Linked DNA regions of Mus musculus: all the other regions are linked to region 5. The links are chromatin contacts, called in public ChIA-PET and HiChIP or PLAC-seq maps. All regions are on one chromosome and are shown on one strand. Each heading gives the region's core, a stretch centred on a gene start, on an enhancer-like site or on the middle of the called end of the contact. The rest is flanking DNA. Distances are from core to core; before and after follow the strand shown.

What was found. ChIA-PET counts read pairs in DNA pulled down with a chosen protein or histone mark. HiChIP or PLAC-seq counts read pairs in DNA pulled down with a chosen protein or histone mark.
Region 1: an H3K4me3 HiChIP or PLAC-seq map of bone marrow-derived macrophages shows a contact between it and region 5, with 6 times the contacts expected there. The contact joins the enhancer-like site here to the promoter of Unk in region 5. A contact is called at or near these places in 3 of 39 promoter capture datasets (the C10 cell line, cranial neural crest and pre-B cells), 2 of 484 Hi-C or Micro-C datasets (CD4 T cells and muscle stem cells), 2 of 115 datasets of contacts at active chromatin or transcription factors (bone marrow-derived macrophages and memory CD8 T cells) and 1 of 9 other capture datasets (adipose tissue).
Region 2: a Ronin ChIA-PET map of embryonic stem cells shows a contact between it and region 5, with 12 read pairs. The contact joins the promoter of Snhg16 here to the promoter of Unk in region 5. A contact is called at or near these places in 1 of 39 promoter capture datasets (hippocampal neurons), 1 of 484 Hi-C or Micro-C datasets (pre-B cells), 2 of 115 datasets of contacts at active chromatin or transcription factors (embryonic stem cells and memory CD8 T cells) and 1 of 9 other capture datasets (embryonic stem cells).
Region 3: a contact with region 5 is called in an H3K27ac HiChIP or PLAC-seq map of extraembryonic endoderm stem cells, with 3 times the contacts expected there. The contact joins the promoter of Ube2o here to the promoter of Unk in region 5. A contact is called at or near these places in 3 of 115 datasets of contacts at active chromatin or transcription factors (T-cell acute lymphoblastic leukemia, extraembryonic endoderm stem cells and large pre-B cells) and 1 of 9 other capture datasets (embryonic stem cells).
Region 4: a FOXA1 HiChIP or PLAC-seq map of pancreatic cancer cells shows a contact between it and region 5. The contact joins the enhancer-like site here to the promoter of Unk in region 5. A contact is called at or near these places in 3 of 39 promoter capture datasets (liver, pre-B cells and second pharyngeal arch cranial neural crest), 4 of 115 datasets of contacts at active chromatin or transcription factors (T-cell acute lymphoblastic leukemia, bone marrow-derived macrophages, memory CD8 T cells and 1 more) and 3 of 9 other capture datasets (adipose tissue, liver and pancreatic islet).
Region 6: an H3K4me3 HiChIP or PLAC-seq map of bone marrow-derived macrophages shows a contact between it and region 5, with 4 times the contacts expected there. The contact joins the promoter of Mxra7 here to the promoter of Unk in region 5. A contact is called at or near these places in 1 of 39 promoter capture datasets (liver) and 2 of 115 datasets of contacts at active chromatin or transcription factors (bone marrow-derived macrophages and large pre-B cells).

What each region holds. Positions count from the first base shown.
Region 1 is chr11:116,867,457-116,871,110 of GRCm38.p6, reverse strand. Mfsd11 (major facilitator superfamily domain containing 11) reads right to left here. Exons shown (of 13, transcript NM_178620.4): 10 at 2,452-2,577. Among named protein-coding and RNA genes, the nearest start is that of Mfsd11, 15 kb to the right of the region's middle. Within about 2 kb of position 1,315, at least 55 of the 459 cell types and tissues checked have an H3K27ac peak or open chromatin away from gene starts, as enhancers often do. A contact at or near this core is called in adipose tissue and bone marrow-derived macrophages, where this site is marked.
Region 2 is chr11:116,669,395-116,672,959 of GRCm38.p6, reverse strand. Snhg16 (small nucleolar RNA host gene 16) reads right to left here and starts at 1,300. Exons shown (of 5, transcript NR_027821.1): 1 at 1,204-1,300; 2 at 605-796; 3 at 222-296. Snord1c (small nucleolar RNA, C/D box 1C) reads right to left here and starts at 455; the gene lies at 378-455.
Region 3 is chr11:116,579,269-116,583,008 of GRCm38.p6, reverse strand. Ube2o (ubiquitin-conjugating enzyme E2O) reads left to right here and starts at 1,562. Exons shown (of 18, transcript NM_173755.3): 1 at 1,562-1,997. The coding sequence starts at 1,596.
Region 4 is chr11:115,508,470-115,512,069 of GRCm38.p6, reverse strand. All of the region lies in intron 1 of Jpt1 (Jupiter microtubule associated homolog 1), which reads left to right. Among named protein-coding and RNA genes, the nearest start is that of Jpt1, 4.1 kb to the left of the region's middle. Within about 2 kb of position 2,064, at least 48 of the 459 cell types and tissues checked have an H3K27ac peak or open chromatin away from gene starts, as enhancers often do. A contact at or near this core is called in pancreatic cancer cells, where this site is marked.
Region 5 is chr11:116,028,266-116,031,932 of GRCm38.p6, reverse strand. It overlaps Unk (unkempt family zinc finger), which reads right to left and starts at 1,617. Exons shown (of 16, transcript NM_172569.4): 1 at 1,442-1,617. The coding sequence starts at 1,545.
Region 6 is chr11:116,826,368-116,830,243 of GRCm38.p6, reverse strand. Mxra7 (matrix-remodelling associated 7) reads left to right here and starts at 2,198. Exons shown (of 4, transcript NM_026280.3): 1 at 2,198-2,515. The coding sequence starts at 2,246.

The DNA of each region.
Region 1 (3,654 bases), core at 66-2,565, 840 kb before region 5:
TCCAGCCAGCGATGCTCTTGCTATTCTTTCTGTGAATTAATACATCAATACACCTCCTATGCTTGCTGCCTAGTTAGAGAAACAAAAGGCCGTGCATAACTCATCAACTACCACTCTTGTAGTGAGACTGGGCCTCAGGTAGCCCAGGCCTGTGCTGACCCTGCCTCCACCTCCCGGGGGTGGGGTGGGGGGTGGGGGGTGGGATTAGACCCGTCACCCACCCCACAGCCTGTCCGCTTCATGACTGGATGAATCACCCTGAAAGTGTAGGGTGGCAACAAAGGCTTTTAGGAAGGTTCACCCATCATAACAGCTTAGTGCCAAGGCCAGTGGCTTGTCCTATGGATCTAGGGACCAGGAGACTGAGGGAAGGAGTTCAAAGCCAGCCTGGGCAACTTTGTGAGATTCTGTCTCATGGTTTTAAAACTGGAGTGTGGTAAGCAGCTAGCTCAGTGGTAGGGTGGCTGGTCTAGTATGTACAAGGCTCCAGGTAATTCCTAGCATCCCCTCTTCCCCAAGGCTAGCAGTTAAAAAACTTCTAACATGAATAGGGCTGTGGCACAAACTTGTAACAAGTTTGAAGCTAGCCTAATTCTATATTGTGAGTTCCAAGTCAGCCAAGAGCTACATAGCAAGGCCATCTCAAAAAAAAAAAAAAAAAAAAAAAAGACAATATTCTATAGCACAGTGTGGTAACTGTGGCTAATGACAATTATCTGTGGGCTACAAGATAGCTAGTAGAAAGGATTTGAAAAGTTCCATAACACAAAGTAATGCTATAGCCCTGAGGTGGTTGATATGCCTATTACGCTGACCTGGGATCGGGTCATCACACAATGCGACGCCACACTGTGCCTGACCTGGGATCGGGTCATCACACAATGCAACGCCACACTGTGCCCTGCTCCCCCGTGCCCACACAGCTGGTGCAGGCCCTCTGAAGAACAATCTTGGAGCGCCTAGCATCCTGCTAGCCTGCATTCTTCTTCTTCTTCTTTTTTTTTTAGATTTATTTATTTATTTATTTATTTATTATATGTAAGTACACTGTAGTTGTCTTCAGACACTCCAGAAGAGGGAGTCAGATCTCGTTACGGATGGTTGTGAGCCATCATGTGGTTGCTGGGATTTGAACTCTGGACCTTTGGAAGAGCAGTCGGGTGCTCTTACCCACTGAACCTTCTCACCAGCCCTGCATTCTTCTTAATAAGCAACAGGGTAGATCTAGAATTTTCCTGAGTTCTGTGAGCTATATCTAACCCTGCTGACTCATTTGTGCCCATGAGGAAACTGAAGGCAGGATGAGGCCTGCCCCCGTACTGAACACCCCACCCCCCACCCCTCCACCCCCCACTTTCCATCAGTCTCTGCTGTCCTGCTCTCTGGGTTACACTCTTAGTTCTGCACACACATTGGCCTCCATGAGAGTCTGTGGAAATTGATGGCATCCAACCTGCCTTAACCAGCTTTGAGGCTGAAAGCAAGCACAAATCTTTGAGTCCTGAGCGCCTTGCTATCAGCTTTTACAATGAGCGTCCTTTTCTAGACCCCCACAAAGGTGTCAGCGGGTTTCTAACCATCCACTTAAATGTACAGGCAGCAGAGCCTCACAGACAGCTCACCCTGTGATGACATCACCCCAAGCGGGAACAATCATTCCAGGAGAACCAGGCTGTTCCCTGAAGCAATAAGGCTCTCTTTGAAGCACCTTGCAGAACCAGATTTGTGACAGCTGACAACAGCTTAACCGCAGCAGACTAGTCGCACGCCTCCTACCTGGGTGCCATCGCCCTAGCCAGGGCTCTGATCCCAGCACCCAAGCCCAGCTGCAAGGAGGGCAGAGAAGACTGCAGGGGCACAAAGACTTCCAGCCTACCCAAGAAATCTCAACTCCAAGTTTAGGGAGGGACCCTGCCTCAAAGAAATGACAGAAAGTGATAGAGGACTTTAGATGCCCTCCACTGTATACACTCGTGCACACACACTCTACTGGCCTTGTGTGCACACACCTGCATACACACACAAATAAGCAAAAGTTAAAAAAAATAGTGATGATGGAAAAATAAAATACACCCATTTGGATAAAAATAAGTAGGGGAGATAGAAACTCAAGGACAGGACAGAGGTGAAGGAGACCTAAAATTTCTATCTTTATGCCAACAAAATGTTTTTGTTTTCCTTTCTTTTCTTTTGAGATAAGGTCTTAAGCAGCCCAGGCTGACCCAAAGTCATTATACAGCCAAGGATGACCTTGAACTCCTCAAGTCACCCTGCTTCCATCTCTCAAGACTCAGGAGTGTAGTCAGGAGCCATCATGCCTGGCTCTTCTTCCTTTTTAAAATTGAAGCAGGGTCTCCTTTTATTGCCCAGGCTAGCCTTGAACTCCTACAGAGCCAGCTTTCCAACCTGACTCTGAATGAAAGGTTTTTAAACTAAAAAAACCCAACCTACCTAAAATCTCTCCAATGCCGATGAAAATTCCAGAAAGTCCAATGAGGCTTTTCTCTTCTGTCCCAAATTTGTTTACGGCCCCAATACAGGTACCGTACACCCCAGAGAAGAAGGTCAGCTCCAGACCTTAGGAGGGGAAAACCAGGGTTAGTTTAACTGTCCATCCAGGCTTTTTCCTATTTTTGGTTTGTGTCTAATAGCAGCTGAGCTTGCCCTACCTGAGGACACACTGACAAAATTCAGAGACACTTCCACTCCCCAACACAGAGGCTCTGCAGGGCTGCCTTCAGATGACTACATCATGTGACAGCTCCCTCACGAGACCAGAACTCTGGCAGGAGACACCAGGGTGGCTTGCTTCCTGCTTTTTCTGCCAGCCCTGTGATTGCTGACACAGGCTCTCTGACTTCTGAGCCCCAGAACTCAGGGGACACAGTGTGACTGGCAGCTGTTGGTGATTTTTGAGACAAGGTCTCGCTTGTGCAGCTAAGGCCGGCCTCAAACTTGCATCTTTCTGACAGGCTCAGGCTGGTTTTCATTTTTGTTCATTTAGGTTTTTTGTTTTTTTTTTTCTTCAAAGGCTGGTTTGCTTGCTTATTTATTTATTGAGAGGGTTTCTCTGTGTAGCCTTGGCTGTCCTGGGACTCATTCTGTAGACCAGACTAGCCTCAAACTCAGAGACCCTCCTGTGCCACCACCGCCCAGCTGATTTATTTTTATTATGGTGCATATGGTGTTTGGCTGCAGGTATGTATGTCTCTGTACCATATGCATACAGTGCCCGCAGAGGTCAGAAGAGGCCTTTGGATCCCAGAATTAGAGCTACATATGAGCCACCATGTGAGTACTGAGAACCAAACCTGAGCCCCTGGGAAGAGCACAAAACCTTCTTTCTTTTCTTAAAGATTTATTTATTTACTTATTATATGTAAGTACACTGTAGCTGTCTTCAGACACACCAGAAGAGGTCATTGGATCTCATTACAGATGGTTGTGAGCCACCATGTGGTTGCTGGGGATTGAACTCAGGTCCTTCGGAAGAGCAGTCAGTGCTCTTAACCGCTGAGCTATCGCTCCAGTCTGTGGTTTTGGGTTGCCCCTGACTCTTACTCCAAGACTGGCACTCCAACCTATGGCTCTGCTTTTGCTAGGCAAACGCTGACACTCAAGTATGCAACTGCACCCTCAGTCCAACCACAGCAG
Region 2 (3,565 bases), core at 51-2,550, 640 kb before region 5:
ACAGAACCCACTCACTGAACGTCAGTTTACTTAGCAGTTGAGTGAGGAACAATTTTGTATTCACCAATGTTAAATGCAGCTTGTGAGAGTGCTGAGTAAGGAGGACCACGCCCTCCTCTGGACAATCAATCCCCAACAACCTCTAACCCCACCCCCACCCCAAACCTAACAACCAACCCTTCCCAGCTACCACAACCCCTGCGACTCTATGAAGCTCTTACCAGGCGCAGGCATCCTGAAGGCCCTTGTGCACCACCACGCCTTTCCATGATGCTTCCTGGAGACAACACCTCCGTCTGAAGGAGTAATAAAGAGATCCCACTTCATTCTAACAGAAGCAACCTTACTGTGGTCATTCTCAAAACAGACCTCAAAACGTCGAGCCTCAGTAAACCATGACTCTTCACAAAAGTGTCATTTCAGACAGGGATAACTTAAATCATCCTCAGCTCAACCAGCAAGAGGCCCCCCAAACCCCCCAGTGCCAACCCAACTCATTTTTGGAAATCCGGTTCTGGCAACCACGTTGAGTTGCAGAACGACACTCTATAGCCCCAAATTACACCGGCACAGACCCTCTTCTGGACTTGTTTGGAACCCTTACCGACACGGGCTGCAGAGGGCTCAACGCGCATTCTTCTGGCTGAACTTGAGAACTATGTCTGAGGCAGATGCCCACCATCTACCTATGCCTTCTGACGGGTGGACCACACCGAGCCCGTTGGCTTTCAGGGATCCAGCCATTACTTCTGAGACGGAACCTGCATCTTGTCTCCCGAGTGCCAAAAGGCAATGCCTTCGGGGAAGGAGAAGTTATGCCGCGTTAGAGCTAACGGCTTTCAGTTTTCAATCCCGTTCATGACAATCTGTAGTTAGCAGGAGTCACTCGTGTTCACTTAAGGCCACCACCCTCAATGGAGACCCCAGGGAAGACAGAGCTGAGCACATGGCTGGCTTTGGGTCACAGAGAGAAGACCGCTCCCCGCCCCAAGAGAAGGGAGATCGAAGACCAAAAAGGGCTTCATCCCGTCCGCATCAAACGTCTCGCAGTCTGGGGAGCATTTCCTTAGACAGCATCTCAGACCTCCTAAGGCCCACAATAGCAAAGGAAAGGGCTGATCGTCGACACGTCACCTCCGGAGAGAGCAAGCGTGTCGACGGTATGTGTAGGAAAAACCTCATCTTCCCTTTTCCACAACTTACCATCACCCAAAGCTTAGGCCTTTCAGGGAGAACACCACAGACCCGCGCGGCCATAACTTCCAAACACGCGGCAGAGGACCTCGGAAAGGACGAGATCGCGCTTGCGCGCAGTCTTCCCGTTTTCCCTCCCCTCCGCAAGTCTCGCCGGAACTCTCGCGATGTCGAGAATGGTTTGATGGGAAATGTAGTTCTAAATCTACCGTTGCCAAGAATGGGTCGTCTCACCTCACATTGAGTGAAGAGAAAGGGGTAAGATGGTGGCAGCCACCAGGGGCAGCAGAGGGTTCGGGGTAAGGAGCTTGGACTGTGAACTTCGGCGGTCCCCCGCTAAGTCTGGGGAGGTGGAGAATGTTCGAGGGTTCAGGGACCGTTGAGGAAACTGAGGCTCGTTAATTGTGCTGCAGATTTTTATCTGGGGTGGAGAAATGTCACTTGGCTTAGTTCCTTAGTGAAGTCCAGGGAGAGTCCCAGGGAATGGGCAGAAGCTTTTAAGATGGGGGCGAGAGCGGGTTCCGGCGGCAGGGGGCACTCGAGAGCTGCAGGGGCGACCGTCAGTAGCAGCAGCAGCAGCCCCAGGTATTCGCCTGCCTGTGGCACTGTTCTCACAGGGAAGATACAATGAAATCGGCGCTGAGGACTAGCCGGTATAAGTTGGAGATAAAAACCATTTTAATAGAGGGGTTTAGTGTGAGGATTAGGAGAAAGAGAAGCGCTCAAGAAGAATGCATACCCAGGGTGGGAACTGGCTCAAGGAGAGTTGCAATTGATTGTGTTAGCCATGTATAATTCTAGTAGCTCGTGAGTTACATCTTAAAAGGTTGCTAGGAGACACCCCCTCCCCACTTTCTTGCTATCTTGGTAAGTGAAATAAGTGTGCTGGCCCCAGAGAAGCGTTGGATGGAACTGTAGGCACAAGTCGCTAGGGGTTGCATGGGGGTGGGGGTGGTGTAATTGGTGAGGGTCGCTGAAAAATTGTAGTTTAATATCTGGGAAGGGCAAAAGGGCCTTCAGCAGTTGGTAATTATGCCAGAATTCTTGTTTCTCTGTTGGCAAGAGACTTGACAGGATTCCTGAATGAGGGACCCTCTTCCTCTATCGTGGGCGTGTTTTCCATGTCTTTCGATCCTGCCTCGTTCGTTTAGAGTATCATTTTGCATGGGGCATCTTGACTTCATTTTTAAATAGGACAAAATGGCAAGGCAGGGCCAGAACTTATACCTATTTACAAGCTAGTTTAAATTTACAAGATCTAGAGCCTTTTATTCACAACCCTCGCCCGGTCCTCCAGTCCTCCTCAAATGGAACTCTGTAGCATTTAGCCTGTATCATCTTTTTAATGTGGAAATCTGTTACTCACTCTTAATGACCATATCCGTGTATATTTCTCTCCTTTAATTTAATTGTGAGTCCTTTTGGGGGGAGGGAACTCTCTTAATATTTTTTTTATTCCCTCATAGTGCTGGGCTTAGTGTTGGGCTGTGTCTTTCTCACAGAATGTCCCAAGGAGATAATCAATAATGTATTCAGCAAGAACACAGGCCCTTGAATTTTCTATCTTACCCTTGAAGACAGACTATTTTGTTGAGTTCTGACAGGAAGGATGCATTTTCTCTCGGCACATTAAGTTCTTTCATGTGAGACTTGCAGGGGGAATTCTCAAGAATTTGCCCAAAGCCGCTTGTGAAACTCGTGGGCACGTGACCTTCGGCAGACAAGATAATAATGGTAGTTAGCACATGACGAATTGGATTCGCTAGGTGGCTGCTCACTGTCTCAGGTTCTTTAACCCTCGCTATCTATGAAGCCCTGGGACTATCCCATCTGGCAGATGAGAAGACACGTGTCAAGAGGGGAGGGGAGGGGCTGGTTAAAGCCTCAGTGGTGCCTGACTTGGTTTGATCTCAGCCCGCAGAGTTTATGCTTTTATCATTCGGTTGCTAATGCGCTGAGCGAGTTGACCTACTACATAAGAGCTTTTCTTCCAGGGGGACAAGTAGGGCGGAGGAGGATTTGTGTCTTTAAAAATTGACGTGTGGGTATGAACATGTATGCAGGTGCACATGTATGAGAGTAGGTGGGTGCATGTAGAGGTCAGACATCAACTTTGGGTGCCTTTCTCAGTCACTCTCCACTTTAGGTGTGAAGTCCAAGTCTCTCACTAACCCTAGAGCTTGTGGATTGGCCAGACAGACTGACCAGTGAGCTCCAGGGATCCCCTGTGTCTCCACTTTCCCAGAGCTCAGACAACAGACACTGTTCCCACCTTCTGCTGCTGCTCTGTTTACTTATGCAGTGTGTTGGCGTGGGGGTCGCCTGCGTGTACAGTCTGTGCACCACGTGTGTGCCTGGTGCCCACGGGGGC
Region 3 (3,740 bases), core at 313-2,812, 550 kb before region 5:
GTGTACATGAGTTTGGGCACATGTGGGCATCTAGAAGATGAAGATGCAGTCACTCTGCAGGGCTACAACTTGATTAGGATGCCAAGGGTGCTTGCTAAACTTGACTGACTAGGAGTGAGGGCACATACCTGTAGTACTCACTAGGGAGGCAGACACTGGCAGATCTCTGTGTTTGAAACCAGCCTGGTTTACAGTGTGAGTTTACATAGATAGGTGGATTTCTGAGAGTCCAGGCCAGTCAGGGCTGCATAGTAAGACTCTGCCTCTTTTTTCTTTTCTTTTCTTTTCTTTTCTTTTCTTTTCTTTTCTTTTCTTTTCTTTTCTTTTCTTCTTTTCTTTTCTTTCTTTCTTTCTTTCTTTCTTTCTTTCTTTCTTTCTTTCTTTCTTTCTTTCTCTCTTTCTCCCCCCCCCACCTTTTTTTGATTTTTCAAGACAGGGGTTTTCTAATATATATATATATATATATATATAAAATTTTAAATTTCAATTAATTTTATTTATTTATTTTGGTTTTATTTTGTAGCCCTGGCTGTCCTGAAACTCACTTTGTTTGGTTTTTTTAAAGGCATTTTTTATTAGATATTTTCTTCATTTACATTTCAAATGCTATCCCCAAAGCCCCCTATACCCTCCCCTGTCACTTTGGGTTTTGTTTTTGTTTTTGTTTTTTGTTTTTGTTTTTGAGACAGGGTTTTTCTGTTTAGTCCTGGCTGTCCTGGAACTCACTCTGTAGACCAGGCTGGCCTCGAACTCAGAAACCCGCCTGCCTCCCAAGTGCTGAGATTAAAGGTGTGTGCCACTGCCTTGCAAGACTCACTTTGTAAGTCATGGCTGGCCTCGAATTCACAGATATCCTCCTGCCTCTGCCTTCCAAGTGCTGGGATTAAAAGCATGTGTCATAACTAAACCGCATTTAAAAAATTTTTGTTTGGCTTTTTTATTCTTTTGTTTGTTTTTACTTTTCGAGACAGGGTTTCTCTGTGTAGCCCTGGCTGTCCTGGACTCACTCTGTAGACCAGGCTGGCCTAGAACTCAGAAGTCCATCTGCCTCTGCTTCCCCAGTGCTGGGATTAAAGGCGTGCGCCACCACTGCTTGGCTTGTTTGGCTTTTTCGAGGCAGGGTTTCTCTGTGTAACCTGGACTTGCTTTGAGACCAGGCTGGCCTAAAACAGAGATGGGCTTGCCTCTGCCTCCTGAGAGCTGGGGGTTAAAGGCGTGGCCACCACGTCAGACCCGGGCATAATTTTTTTTTAAGAAATTACAGTCAGTTTTGCGTGCAGTCCCCGCCCCTCAACTCCGGTAGACCAGTACCCTTCCTCAGGCCCCTAATCCATCTTCGTTCCTGCAGCCCTGCCACGCCCCGCGGCAGTCCTTCCACCCCCGCCCCAAGCATCTTCAGCGTCCCCTAGCGACCGGGCGGCGGCTCCTAGCAACAGCATCCCGGCGCCCTAACGACGGCGGCACGCAGGCCTACGTCAGCGCGCTCGGCCCCGCCCCCGCGCCGCCGGCCCCGCCTCCCCGCGCCTTAGGCTGCCGCCGCCGCTACCGCCGCCGCTGTCGCTGCTGCCGCCGCCCGAGACTCGCGCAGAGCAGTTATGGCGGATCCCGCAGCGCCCGCACCCGCCCAGGCCCAGGCCGCCGCCGCCCCGACCCCGGCCGCAGCCCCCGCCGCCGCCGCCCCGCCGCCCGCGCCCGCTACGGACTCGGCCTCAGGGCCGTCCTCCGACTCCGGCCCCGAAGCAGGCTCACAGCGCCTGCTGTTCTCCCACGACCTGGTGTCCGGCCGTTACCGCGGCTCGGTGCACTTCGGGCTGGTACGCCTCATCCACGGCGAGGACTCGGACTCGGAGGGCGACGATGACGGCCGCGGCAGCTCGGGCTGCTCCGAGGCCGGGGGCGCGGGCCACGAGGAGGGCCGGGCCAGCCCTCTGCGGCGCGGCTACGTGCGCGTCCAGTGGTACCCGGAGGGCGTCAAGCAGCATGTGAAGGAGACCAAGGTGAGGCGGGCCGGGGCGGTCGGCAGGGCTCGGGGAGGGGAACGCCGCCTCGTCGCCCGGTGCACCGTCATCACACCGGCCTGGGCGCGCACGCCGGCAGGGCTGCTCCGGGCGAGGGGAGGGGCCTTGCGAGCGATGCTCGGCTGTGGTGTTGGCCTCGGGGTGATGGACGCGCACGGATGCCCGTGGGGACCTCCTCGGGCGCTGAGGCGCGTTCGGCGTTACACTAGTGCGGCGTTTTTTGCTTACAACCCCCACCGCTAAAGGAGGTCCGTGCTGCATTGTGCTTTCCGAAGGGAAGGCCGTGCCGGGGAGGGCTTGGCTGTGGGTATTCCAAAACAAAGATAGAGGTGAAAACCCAAGAAGTTGAGCAGATGCTGACGGAATGCATGGTGGGGCAGCGGCCCCACGTCTTTTTTGTTGTAACCCCTCTGCATCCTTTGAATTGCCTCGGAGAACTTTATGAGGGAAATGATGAACCAGTCCAGGGCCATGATATTAATAGTACTGAGGGAGATGGTGGCAGCTGCGACTGGGTGTCTAGGACTTCTTGGGGTGGGGTGGCCTATGAAATCGTGGACAGAAGAGAGAGGGACCAATGGGAAAAGCTGCATCTTGTTTTTTCGTTCTTTTGGTTTTAACCTGGGGCTCTTAAGCAAATACCACATTCTCCCACTGTTCGGGAAAGAGGCTTGTGAATGGAGCAGTTCTACAAGAGCGGACTGACATCATAAACCTAAGCCAAGATTGGTTTGCAGGCTTGTTTTCCTGAGTGTGTGGTTTTGTATCTGTCTCTCACATATCTTTACCTCACAGCTCCTCCTGTCCTGCCCCTCCCCATCAGGAAACATTTCTAAGCATGAATCAGGTCCCTGGAAGTGAGAGATCTGCTTTGGGGGAAGGCTGTTAAGTCACTGTTTTTTGCAGTGCTGAGGGTTGAACCCAGGAACTTGATGCTAAACCTCCAGCACTTTGACGTAGAGCTACGTCCTAAACCATTCTACTTTATTTTGAGAGTAAACCTTGCCAACTTGTTCAGATTGGTTTGGAAATTAAGATATTCTCACCTCAAGCCTAGACAGTATAGAGGAGCCAAGCCACCAAAACAATCGCAGGGGGCTCTTCAGAAATTAATATAAGGCTGTATGGTGACTCATGTCTTTGTTTTTTCCAGACAGGGTTTCTCTGCGTAGCCCTGGCTGTCCTGGAACTCACTCTGTAGACCAGGCTGGCCTTGAACTCAGAAATCCGCCTGCCTCTGCCTCCCAAGTGCTGGGATTAAAGGCATGCAGCACCACTGCCTGGCGACTCATGCCTTTAATCCCAGCACTAGGGAGGCTGATGAGGCAGGAGGATCTCTTGGGTTTAAGGCCATCCTGGTCTACAGAGTGGACAGCCAGAGTTACATAATAAGACCTTGTCTCAAAGCAAACAAACAAACAAACAAAAAAGGTTTCTCACACTGGGTAAAAAAGACAGCAGAGGCACATGGCTTCATGCCATACTAAGAAGGGAGACACTGCAGCCAGAGGATGGCAGGAGACCAGCTGGGAAAAAGCCTGACTCTGAGGAGAGGCTGTGATCTAGTTCTTGTGCAGGGGTGATCTGTCTTTCAGTAACCAGTGTGTACCCACATCCACATGAAGCACACACGCAGACACACGGTCTCAGCTTTTCCTCAGGAACACGTAAGTAAGTCAGGCAACAGCTTCTGATTCTTAGGAAAACTGAGTTCACTGGCAA
Region 4 (3,600 bases), core at 815-3,314, 520 kb after region 5:
CATGGGCTTTTAATTCCACTTAGCCATGAAAGCCTCCCTCTCTGGGGATTGAGGGAGGACAAAGAGGCACGTTGGAGTTGATTCTAATATTTCAAGTGTTTTCAGTCATTTAAGGTAAAAATTCAAAACAGTTCTACCCAGTAAGAAAGAACCTGTAGAGCTGGAGATGTGGTGGTTTGTCCGTAGCCTGGGCAAGACGCTGGGTTCTGCCCCCAGCAGCTCCCCACTTCCCTTCCCCCCTAAAAAATCACCCCAGAATTTATCTATACCTTTAGTAGTAATTTAAACAACTTAATTACCTGGGAACCTGGTTGGGGGGTGTGAGCCTGTTATACCGGCACTAGGGAGGCAGGAGTGGGAGGGTGGCAAGTATATACCATAACACATTTATCTTGATTTATATAATGAATAGAGCTGGTTTTGTCTGTGTGTGTGTATGGGATCTCAGCCATGTGGCTTTTCACTGGCCTGGATTAGCCAGCCTAGGTTAGCCTCCAACTTGTGCCCTTCTTGAGTCTCCTGAGTGCCGAGATTAAAAGGCACCCATGGACATAGTTTTAGATGTTTAATGGTTGTTTGTTTGTTTGTTTGGAGACAGCATCTCACTGTGTGGCCTCAGCTGCTGGCCTAGTGTGTAGAACAGGCTGGCCTCAGTCTCACTGAGATCTACTTGCCTCTGCCTCTGGTGTAGTGGGATTTAAGGCGTGGTCCTCATAGCCAGCAGACAAGCACATGTGTTTATCTTCAGGGACAGACACATGGAGTTACTTTAAGGTTTTCTTGTTTTCTAGCCCTGGACTGTCTTTCTTCTGTAGGCCTCTGCCTTCCTCCTAGGCTGTGACATTAGTGTCTCAGTAAGATGCGATGCTCAGGCCTGGAGAGTATTATGGGTATGCATGTCTGTGTGTGGATGTGAGTTGCAGATACCTGAGAGGGCAGAGGCATCCAATCCTCTGGAGTTACAGGGAGTTAGGAGCCACTTGATGTGGGTCCTAGGATCTGAACTCTGGTCCCTTCAAGAACTCTGGTCCTCTTACTGCTGAGAACTCCGTTTTTCTAGTTGATGTCATTGTGTGCCCCCATTTCTTTAAAAAAAAAATCTTTCTAAATTCATTTTTATTTTATGTATATGAGTGTTTTGCCTGAAACCACATGCCTGCCTGGTCCTCAGGCCAGAAAAGGGTGTCAAATACTTTGGACCTGAAGTTGTAGATGCTCGTGAGCCACATGTCAGTGCTGGGACTCGGATCTGAGTCCTGCAAGAGCAGCCAGGCAGCTTTCTTAACCTCCACGCCATCTCTTCTGCCCTTCTCCCTCCTGCAAAAGAGTGGTTCGTTGTGTTATCTGTTTGCTGGAGGGGTGCAGCGGAGTCCAGAAGGTGTTGATCCCCTAGAGAGTTACAGGTGGCTGTGAGCTGCCTGGCACAGGTGCAGGGAACTGAACAAGGCCCAACTACAGGAGCAGCATGGTCTCTCCAGGCCTGAACATTGCATCTTAGTGAGACCCTAATTTCACAGTTCAGGGAGAGGGCAGACCAGGACTAGAAAACAAGAAAACCTAAAAGGAATTCCATGTGTTTGGTCCTGAAGACAAATAAGCCATTGTTTGATTGCCCGTTGATGGATTTGAAGCACTTGCTACAAGTCTGCCAGGCTGAGGACTTTAGGCTGCTGTCAGTCAGTGGGCAGCTGCTTGGAGTCTCCATTCTCAGGCTCTGCTCTCCTGACAAGTAGTAAACTACAGAGCCAGCCCAAGCCCAGCCTCCCCCGCCTTCCTAGACAGTAAAGGGTGGGTAGTGTGGAGTTGGGAGGTGGTTGTGGAAAGCCGGATTACGTGACTGGGAGAATCCTGACAGTAAGCCTGCCGGTCCCTAAGTCAGGTTTGCTGCCTGTGTCTTCTGCAGGGCAGTGAAGCTAAGGAAGACATCCAGGAATACTTGTGGCTTTACTCACAGGAGCAGGAGCACTAACTAACCTGTCTGTGCTCCCTGTGGTCTGGCTGTGTCCTGGGCTCATGCAGGAAGCAGGGGTAGGGTGTGGAAGTGGGGTTTTCAGATCAGCTGAAGACTAAAGGGCACTGAGGGAAGGGTGGAGCATGCTGGAGCCAGAGGAGATAGTTAGTCCAGGAAGGGCTCCAAGGGAGATAACTTGCAACAGTGGAGGAAGTGGAGAGGAGGGTGGCTGGAAGGATCCTGGTTTGTTTGAGAAGAGGCAGAGGAAAGGTCACAGCTTACTGCAGAAATGGCAGTGCCTGAGTCCAGTGAGGAGGGGCAGTTTCGGAGGACTGAGACCAGGAACCAACCTGAGGGAGCTGGGATTTCTTTTTTTTTTTTTTTTAAAGATTTATTTATTTATTACATGTAAGTACACTGTAGCTGTCTTCAGACCCTCCAGAAGAGGGAGTCAGATCTCATTACAGATGGTTGTGAGCCACCATGTGGTTGCTGGGATTTGAACTTTGGACCTTTGGAAGAGCAGTCGGGTGCTCTTACCCATTGAGCCATCTCACCAGCCCGGAGCTGGGATTTCTATCAAAGGATCCAGTGCAGACCAGAGAGAAAGTGGTGCTGTGAAAAGTAACTCTGGGGGCTGGTGAGATGGCTCAGTGGGTAAGAGCACCCGATTGCTCTTCCGAAGGTCCGAAGTTCAAATCCCAGCAACCACATGGTGGCTCACAACCATCCGTAACGAGATCTGACTCCCTCTTCTGGAGTGTCTGAAGACAGCTCAGTGTACTTATATATACAATAAAAATAAATAAATCTTTAAAAAAAAAAAATCTTTAAAAAAAAAAAAAAAAAAAAAAAAAGAAAAGTAACTCTGGTCTCCCAGCTTGACAGCACACACCTGCAGTCCCAGTCTGAGAAAGTAGAAAGGCAGTCTCAGGCTGGCTGAGGCTGTATGGTGAGCTCCTCTGTAAGTCCAGCCTTTACTGCAGAGCCCAGCCCTGCCTCCAACTGGGTGACCTGTCTCTGTTACCTTGTCTCCCTCAGAAGCAGCCCCCCCTTTTTTTTAGGGTTTACTCTTAAATGTGTACATGTTTGCAGATGCCCTTGGAGGCCAGAAGCCGGCATCTGTGAGCTGCCTGACATGGGGGTTGGGAACTACACTCAGGTCCTCTGCCCCTCACTGAGCCATCTCTCTGCTCCCTTCACCTTCAGTGTGTGCACGCACACATGTGCAGTTTCTCTGGCATGTGTATGGAGGTCAGAGGATAACTTTCAGGAGTCTGTTCTTTTCATTCACTGTAGGCTGCTGGGATCTAACTCAAATTGTCAGGTTTGGTAGCAAGCATCTTTACCCATCTAACCAGACCAGAAGCAGTCTTTAAAATTTTTGGTTAATAGCAATGCAGAAAAATAGGATGTCATTCATCTGAAAGCCATTAGTGAGAGGGAACACCCGGTAGCATCGTGGTGACATGTAGATGGCTTTAATACTAGTCTGTGTGCATGATTGCCATGTTCCAGATGGTACATGTGTATGATGTTCCTGTTAATAACAGTCTGATGGGACAGAAACTACTGCGGGCCCTCATTTTATAGAGGAGAAACTTGAAGCATAGAGAGGTTAGGCAAGTCCCACTGTGTCCCTTGGAAAG
Region 5 (3,667 bases), core at 368-2,867:
GTGCGTGGCGAAGACGCAACCCAATGACAGATGTGATCCCAACATGTAAGAGGCCTGGGTTCAGTTTAACCCTACAACACAAGGTCCTGACTGTGAGAGCACAGAGCAGTGGCCAGGCTTAGCCAACTGAATTCAATGCCTGGAACCCTCCAGGTAAAAGGAGAGAACCAATTCCTTCAGACTGTTTTGACCTCCACACCTGCATGTGGCGCTGCGTGAGTGTTCCCACAGACTCACATACAAATAAACAAATGTAGATGTTTTTCACAGTTCCACTAAGTTTACAAATTTTTGTGTGTGACCAGATAAGTGATGTTATTCTGATGTTAGACCTTCTTATCAAAAGCAATGGCAAGGTTGCAGAGTGAGAGAGAACTCCAGTAAGAAAGGACCAACTGATGACCACCATACTTGAAAGGCTAACCTGAGTTACAGTCAAGTTTGGATGACGTCAGCCAACACTAGTCATTTGAAGAAACCAATACATTTTCTATAACCAATGTTCCCCTGTCCCAACTCCCAAAAGTGTTGAACCAGAGCTGCTTCTGCCTGACTTTAGTTCGGATGCTGCCAGCTCCTGGCTGGACGCTGGAGTGTTGTTCAATCTCTCGGGTTCTGACATTTCCACAGGTTGGGATCTCCTAAACTGGCCCATCACTCAGGCACCCAGTAGGGACACTCCTGGCACACAGCAGGGAACGGAAACCAACAGGGCTTTACAAGAGGAACTACAGCATTGGCCTTTGTCTCACAGAACCTAGGCCTACTGTGACATGACAGCAAGGAAGGCAGGGACCTAAGCTTGTACACATGCAGTTTTTACATTGTGGCAATCTCATTTAGGCCAGTTACGATGAGGCTCCCTTGCCTGCCCGATGCTGAAGGGGTCTGCAACCATTAACACCCCGGATGTCGCTGACTCAAGCTAGACAGTACAGCCTGCACGGAGTGAGCCCATTTCTGCACGTTTGACTGTTTAAGGGAATTCAAGCATGGGTGATCCTCGTGGACAATCTAACAGGCCTTAAAGATACAAAAGGCCTCCGGTGCACAGAGTCTCCTCCCGAGACTTCAAGCAAACAGTCATTTCTAGACAGGTCTCGTGCTGGTTGGTACAGACTTCCACTTGTCATGTCGTGGACTTGTCGGGTTTTATGTCTGAGACCGTCAGGCCTCTGAGGCCTGGCCTGAGAAGTGTGGATTCGGGACCCGCGCTCCTGCCTTTCCGACTCGGAGGCTGGGACCGAGTTTCCCGCCCCACTGCCCGACCAGAGGTTGGTGACAGTTGAAGTAAGCTGGGACCGGTCCCAGCAGGTTGGAACCGGTCTGGGCCGAGCCGGAGGAAGGGGGGGGGGGACAGCCTCGCGCTCTCCCTGCGCGCGTGACTCACGCTGGCCGCTGACGTCAGGCGTGCGCGCGCGGCGGGGGGGGCTCTACGTACGTGTAGTGCTGCGGTTTCTCGGGCTGTGCCTGCAGCACCTGAGCGGTAGCGGCCGGGGGCGCCGAGGAAGCTGCCGAGCCGCCGGGCCCGGGGCCCTTCGACATGGTCCTGTCTTCCTGCCTCTTCGCCGCTCCCCTTTTATTATTCAGTCTGCGCGGTCCGCGCCGAAGACCCACAGCGCCTGCGCCGCGCCACGAGAACGTGAAGACCCCCCGCACAGCAGCAAAGGTTGCTGGGAGTTGTGGTCCTCCTTTCCGGTGAAATTTTACCGTTGGCACAGTGTCGCTGCTAAAGTGCAAGACCACAATACCCAGAGATCTTTGCGGACGGTGTCCCGGATGCTGAGGATCCGCAATGCCTTGTGGTAATTGTAGTCTAGTCACTCTTAACTATTACCTGAGCATTGTCAGTGTGGTCGGAGGTGAACTCTACCTTTAAACTGGATCCTCCGGAGAGCAAGGAACCAGTTAGGGAGGCCTGAAACAACTCCACGGAGAATGTTCCAAATGCAGTGCAGTAATTGCCTTGCCTCCCTACCAGTACAGTTGGCGCACCGTTTCTAAAGTCAGTCTAGAGCATTGCCTCGGAGCCAGCAAGCTAGTCAGCCAATATTTTCATAATATAGTAACCTGTAAATCACCAGAGAAAGTATGCAGGCTAGCAGACAGTTTGAAGAAGCTTTTTATTGTTGTTGCTTTGTTTTGTTTTTAAAAATTACAATACACCATATTGTTCCTGGGCATCATTAACATTTATCAACCCTGAAACCTGGAACCCCTCCACTTGGGCTCCTTCTGAACTCAGTGGTTGGCCCAAATACCTTGTTTCCAGTAGGTTAAGGTCCAAGGGAGAACCTAATCTCTATCTAGAGTAGTCTCTTAGGCACTTTGGTAAATTGTTGAGAAGTATAGTGATAGACTACATGAGAAGGGCCAGGGGCTGAGGAAAAAAAAATGTTCTAGTCCATTCTAGTTCCCTTTTCTGGAAAAAAACCTTTCTGTTCCGGGGAAATGCAAGGCAATTGCCTCACATTTAGGAATATGGTTTTATGAAATGACTTTCTACAGGCTGGATATAGGGGTACATCCTGAGGGAGGAAAGTCACAAGTTCCAGGCCAAGCTAGGCTATGTACTAAAACCCTATCTCAAAAACCAACACGGTGGCATGTATCTCGGTCCCAGCACTCAGGAAGCAACGGAAGGTGGATCTCTGAATTCAAAGCCTGGTGGCATCCGTTGGTAGTTCTAGGTCAGCCAGAGCTGTCAGTCTGTCTAAAAACCCGAACAAGAACAACCAAACAACAACAGGTTGGAGATGAGTAGGGGTAAAGGTGCTTGCTTCCCTAGGCTGCAAACCCAAGTGGGATCTCTGGGACTGATGTACAGGTGGTAGGAGAGAACCCACTCCACGAATAATAATAAAATAATAAAAATGTCCATCATAGATATGTAATACTTCCCATTTGACCTTGTTTTCTATGTTCAATCTATATCAAATTCTTTTTTATTTTTGGTTTGTGAGTACATGTTTGTGGTTTTGAGGCAGGATCTTACTTATGTAGCCCCAGCAGGCTTGAAACTTGATATGTAGATCAGGCTAGACTTGAATTTACATAGACTTGCCTGCCTCTGGCTCCCAAAAGCTGGGATTCCAGGCTTGCACCACCACACTTAGTCAAATCCATTGTTTTCAAAACCTACTTGTTTTGTTAAATGGGATCAAGTTAGCCTTGTTAAAGCTAACCCGAGTGGGATCTCTGGGCTGGGGCGTAACCTTTGGTAGAAGCAAGCAAGAAGGCAGAGTTCAGTCTCCAGCAGCAAACATGTGAAGGGTCACTCATCTATAACTCCAGCACTAATATGGGATGGAAGCAGCGGAATCAGGAACCGAAGATCATTTCAGCTACAGTGAATCTGAGGTTCGGGCTACAGCATGCTCCTGACCCTCTGCTTATTTGTCTTGTGTTGATCTGACTGTACTTTCAGCTCCTCCCCATTTCCTTTGCAGCTTTCCCTCCCATTGATCAATTCAGGACAAAGGAAAAACAAAAAAAAAAAAAAAACAAAAAACCCTGTGAGACACCACTACCCGGCTGCACAAGCCTTTAATCCCAGAACTTGGGAGACAGAGTCAGGTGGATTTCTGAGTTCGAGGCCAGCCTGGTCGTTCCAGGACAGCCAGGGCTATACAGAGAAACCCTGTCTCAAAAAAAAAAAAAAAAAAAA
Region 6 (3,876 bases), core at 949-3,448, 800 kb before region 5:
GGTGTCAGAGAGTTTGAGAACTGTTGCGGCCGACCAGCAGCTCACAATGAACGGTTCAACTAAGATGGCAACTCGGGCTGAAAGAGAGGAACTAGACGGACGGAAGAAAGAACGGAGCCAAGTCAAGGTCACTCTGAACAAAGCTCAATTTTACTGTTCCGACACTCAGTTATGAAGGAAGGGGGAGGGGGCCCGATTCCCGCCAAATAATCTCGGAATCCAGTAGCAGGATGAGCACTGTGGCTCCAAACAGCAAAGCGGCACGTTCCAGCAGTATGGCAGAAAGATTGAGCAGGCAAGCTCCATCCAGGTGTAAACAGTGGGGAACCCTAAGGCTGGGGGAGGGGAGGCTACAGAGAACCCCCTGGCCCAAGGCTCATCACCAGCCATGTGGTCCCCTAGTTCCCAGAGGTGACTGGATTCTGGGGAGTTTGAAAACCCCTGACTCCTTGGCCTCAGCCTGCATCACTACTCACCCGGCTGGGGCCCCCATCTTGGACTGTGTCCCACCAGCCCTGCACTCTGATGTCAGTAAGGATGGATGAAATGTAGACTAGTGCTCGAGCGGAGTTCACACACTCCAGCCGCAAGATGGAACAGAACACAGAACCGTACGTACCTCAACTCCAGTTCTAGGGAATGCAGTGTTCTCTTTAGGCACCAGGATTGCATGTGTTGCACAGACATAAATGAAAGCAAAACACTCAAAAGTAAATAAAACTAAGAAACAGAACCTGGGAGCAGGAGAGTGTGGTAGCTCACATCTGTAATCCCAGCACTGGAAGGGCTCAGGGTCTTAGACTAAAATAAGGCTCATATACGTTGCATGGCCTGTAGGGGTCAGAAGCCAGGAGCCTAGAGACAAAGCCTTTTTTGTATAGTTGAGTTTTTCTCATCAACTACCACTAAGAGGAGACACATCCCCCCTTAAGCCCAGAGGCTGTGGTTATAGGATTGGGCCCTTCCCGCTGCTGACAGGGGATCCTCCTGTCATGGCTGGAGCTCACAAGTGAGATGGTGCTGTTTCTTCCCAGTAAGATAGTCACTCTCCCTGGTAGGATGTGGCTCCTACCGTGGTAGAGCACTTACCATTGTATGTGTAAGTATGTTGGTAGGCTTAGGATTCCTTCCCCTCTGCCACATGTCAAGAACAAAACAACTCTGGTCTAGCATCTAGCCAAAGCTGGAGCCCCGTTTTGTTGTGTGAGCTGAGACTGCTCAGGTTGGTCTACTGGGCTTTCTAAATAGCTGGGAAGCCCAACCCCTTTCTGTTCTTTTGAGACAGGGTCTCATGTAGCTCAGGCTGAAACGGGACTCACTATGTAACCCTGACAGGCTTTGAATGAATTCTACCTCCACCTCCTGAATGCTGGGGTTACAGGCACCTGTTAAGCCCAGTTGCTTTCTGTTGTTCTTTGTTTCTGACAAACTTTGCCCTGTATTTATTCAAAGTAACTAAAAGGCGGATGGGGTGTGCTAGGGAGGTAGACAGTTGCTACAGTGTGTTTTACACTTTAACCAATAGAGAGAGCAGTGGGAAAGATACAGAAAAACAAAACCAGCCTTCTTAACACCATCTTCACAGCTGTGAGCTCCAGCCAGCAGCAGGAAGAGCCCAATCCTATCCCCACAGCCTCTGGGCTGGAGGGGATGTGTCTCTTCTCAGTGGTGGTTAACGGAAACTTGTGAATGCTGCAACTGCGGGCCATGCTGCCAACCTCTCATCTCTTTCCGCCATGTCTCATAGGCAGTCTAGACAGCCTGGGGCTTGCTTGTGTAAAGCAGGCTGTATTTGAACGCACATAGACCCATCCGTCTCTGCCTCTGGAGTTCTGGGATTTGTTATCAAAGGCAAGAGCCACCATGTCCCTAGTAGAAACTTAAGAGTTCTTTGGAAGGGCTGGTGAGATGGCTCAGCGGTTAAGAGCGCTTCCATAGGTCCTGAGTTCCAATCCCAGCAACCACATGGTGGCTCACAACCATCCGTAACGAAATCTGATGCTCTCTTCTGTTTGCACTACCATCTCTAAATGAACTTCTGTAGGGCAGAAATGCACTGAAGCCTGAGCTGAGATGGTGCCCCAGAGCGAGCTTTTCAGCGCCTCCCAAGGTCCGAACTCCGAATCACTCCAGGGCGCGAGGGGCGTGGGCTTGACGAAACTCCGCCCCTGGGCGTGGCCTGGCGGCGGGGCGCGGCGGGTTCCCTCGGGGTCCGGGCTGGCGGCCACTCGGCGGCCACGGCGCGATGGAGTCGCCGGTCGAGCTGCTGGCCGCGCTACCCGCGCTGGTCACGGCGCTGGCGCTGCTGCTCGCCTGGCTGCTGCTGCGGCGTGGGGCGGCCCGGGTCCCGGCCCCGGAGAGCACCGCCTCGGACGAGGCCCCCGGGGCTCCTGCGCCGCCTGAACCTCCAGAGTCTTGCGCCCCGGAGCCTGCACCGGAGGGACCGAGCCAGTCCGAGCGCGTGGCGGAGCCGGAGGAGTCCGAGGCGGAGGAGCCAGCGGCCGAGGGGAGGCAGGTACGCTCCGAGATCGCCGTGGGGTCCCCGGGAGGGCGCCTACGAGCCTGCTGGCTGGACCTGCCCAGGAAGGGCCGAGCTAGTGGCCGGCAGGAAAGGAGGGTTCCTGGGGCTGGGACGCTCCATCCTCCCCCAAAGTGCCTCCAAGTGCCTTGCTTTGGAGCTGTCCTCCCTTCCTCCCCGTCCTGGCCGTCCCGGGCCTTTCAAGGCCCTTGACACTCTGCCCTGCAGCACCCTCCTCTTGCCTGGCTTCTGCCCACCCTTGCCTAAATCCACAAACACGTGTCCTACTTCAAGGTCTGAATTAAAGTGAGCTCTCTCTTGACAACACAGTACTTTGGGGTGGGATGTGCAAGAAGAGAAGTTGCCTGTCTTTTAGGTCAACTCGAATCCAGATTCCAGAGTCAGTGTGGGCGTTTTGTGAGGCTGGAAGGACGGGACTGAGGAAGGCACTTACTGGGACCATGGTATTGTAGCTTTCAAACTGCTTGTAGGCGTTGACACCTCCTCACCCCCCCACCCCCTGCGTTGGGATGAGCCCAGCTTATATGAAACAAAAGGTGCAAGAGGAGGCCCTGACCATCGCAGTTGATACCCCCAAACTACCTTGCCCACCTCCTAGGAGCTATCAGCTGACCAGTCTTCAGGGTACCCCTCACGCGTTCAGTCTCTGAGATGCATCTTTGCAGATTGGATCCGTGCTTGCCCGGGATACTGGGATGTCACAGTGCCAGGCCAGGCCACATGCTCTGGTCTCTGGTCAGATTTCAATACTTTGTTCTTGGGTGGCAGGATGGTTAGGAAGCCGTGGGCTAGCATAGTGGAAGCTGTGGGCAAGCCGTGGGCTAGCCGCCGTGGGCAAGCTGTTGGCTCTCTGCAGCCGCCTCCTTCCCTTGCTGGATACAATGGTTTACCCTGGAGTGAAGCTCTTGGGACAGGAGAGGCGGCAATGAGACTGGGCTCAGGCCTTTCTCTGCTGAGTCTGCCAGACTCCCTACTAGCAGGCTCTTTGCTTGACAAGTGGGTGACTAATTGTGTCATTAGAGTGGCTTCTAACTAGCCCTGAATAGGAGAACTATTGTGTTCAGCCCAGAGAGAATGGAAGGCTGCTGGGAGCTCACAGTCCTGGAGTGAGGGCCAGGTGGATTTGGGATTTCTCTCAGGCTCTCCCTGGTTGTCCCCATCAGCCCTGTTTCAAATGGTTCGCCTATTTCCTATTTCGCAGCAGCAGATTCAAGATCAAAGTCCAAGGTGTCTTTAAGCAGGGCACAGTCCTGACTTTATCCTCTGGAGTAGAGCAGTTTCCTACTGGATTTTCTCCGAGGTGTTCTTCACACGCATCCTCCAACGGGTCCTTTTCT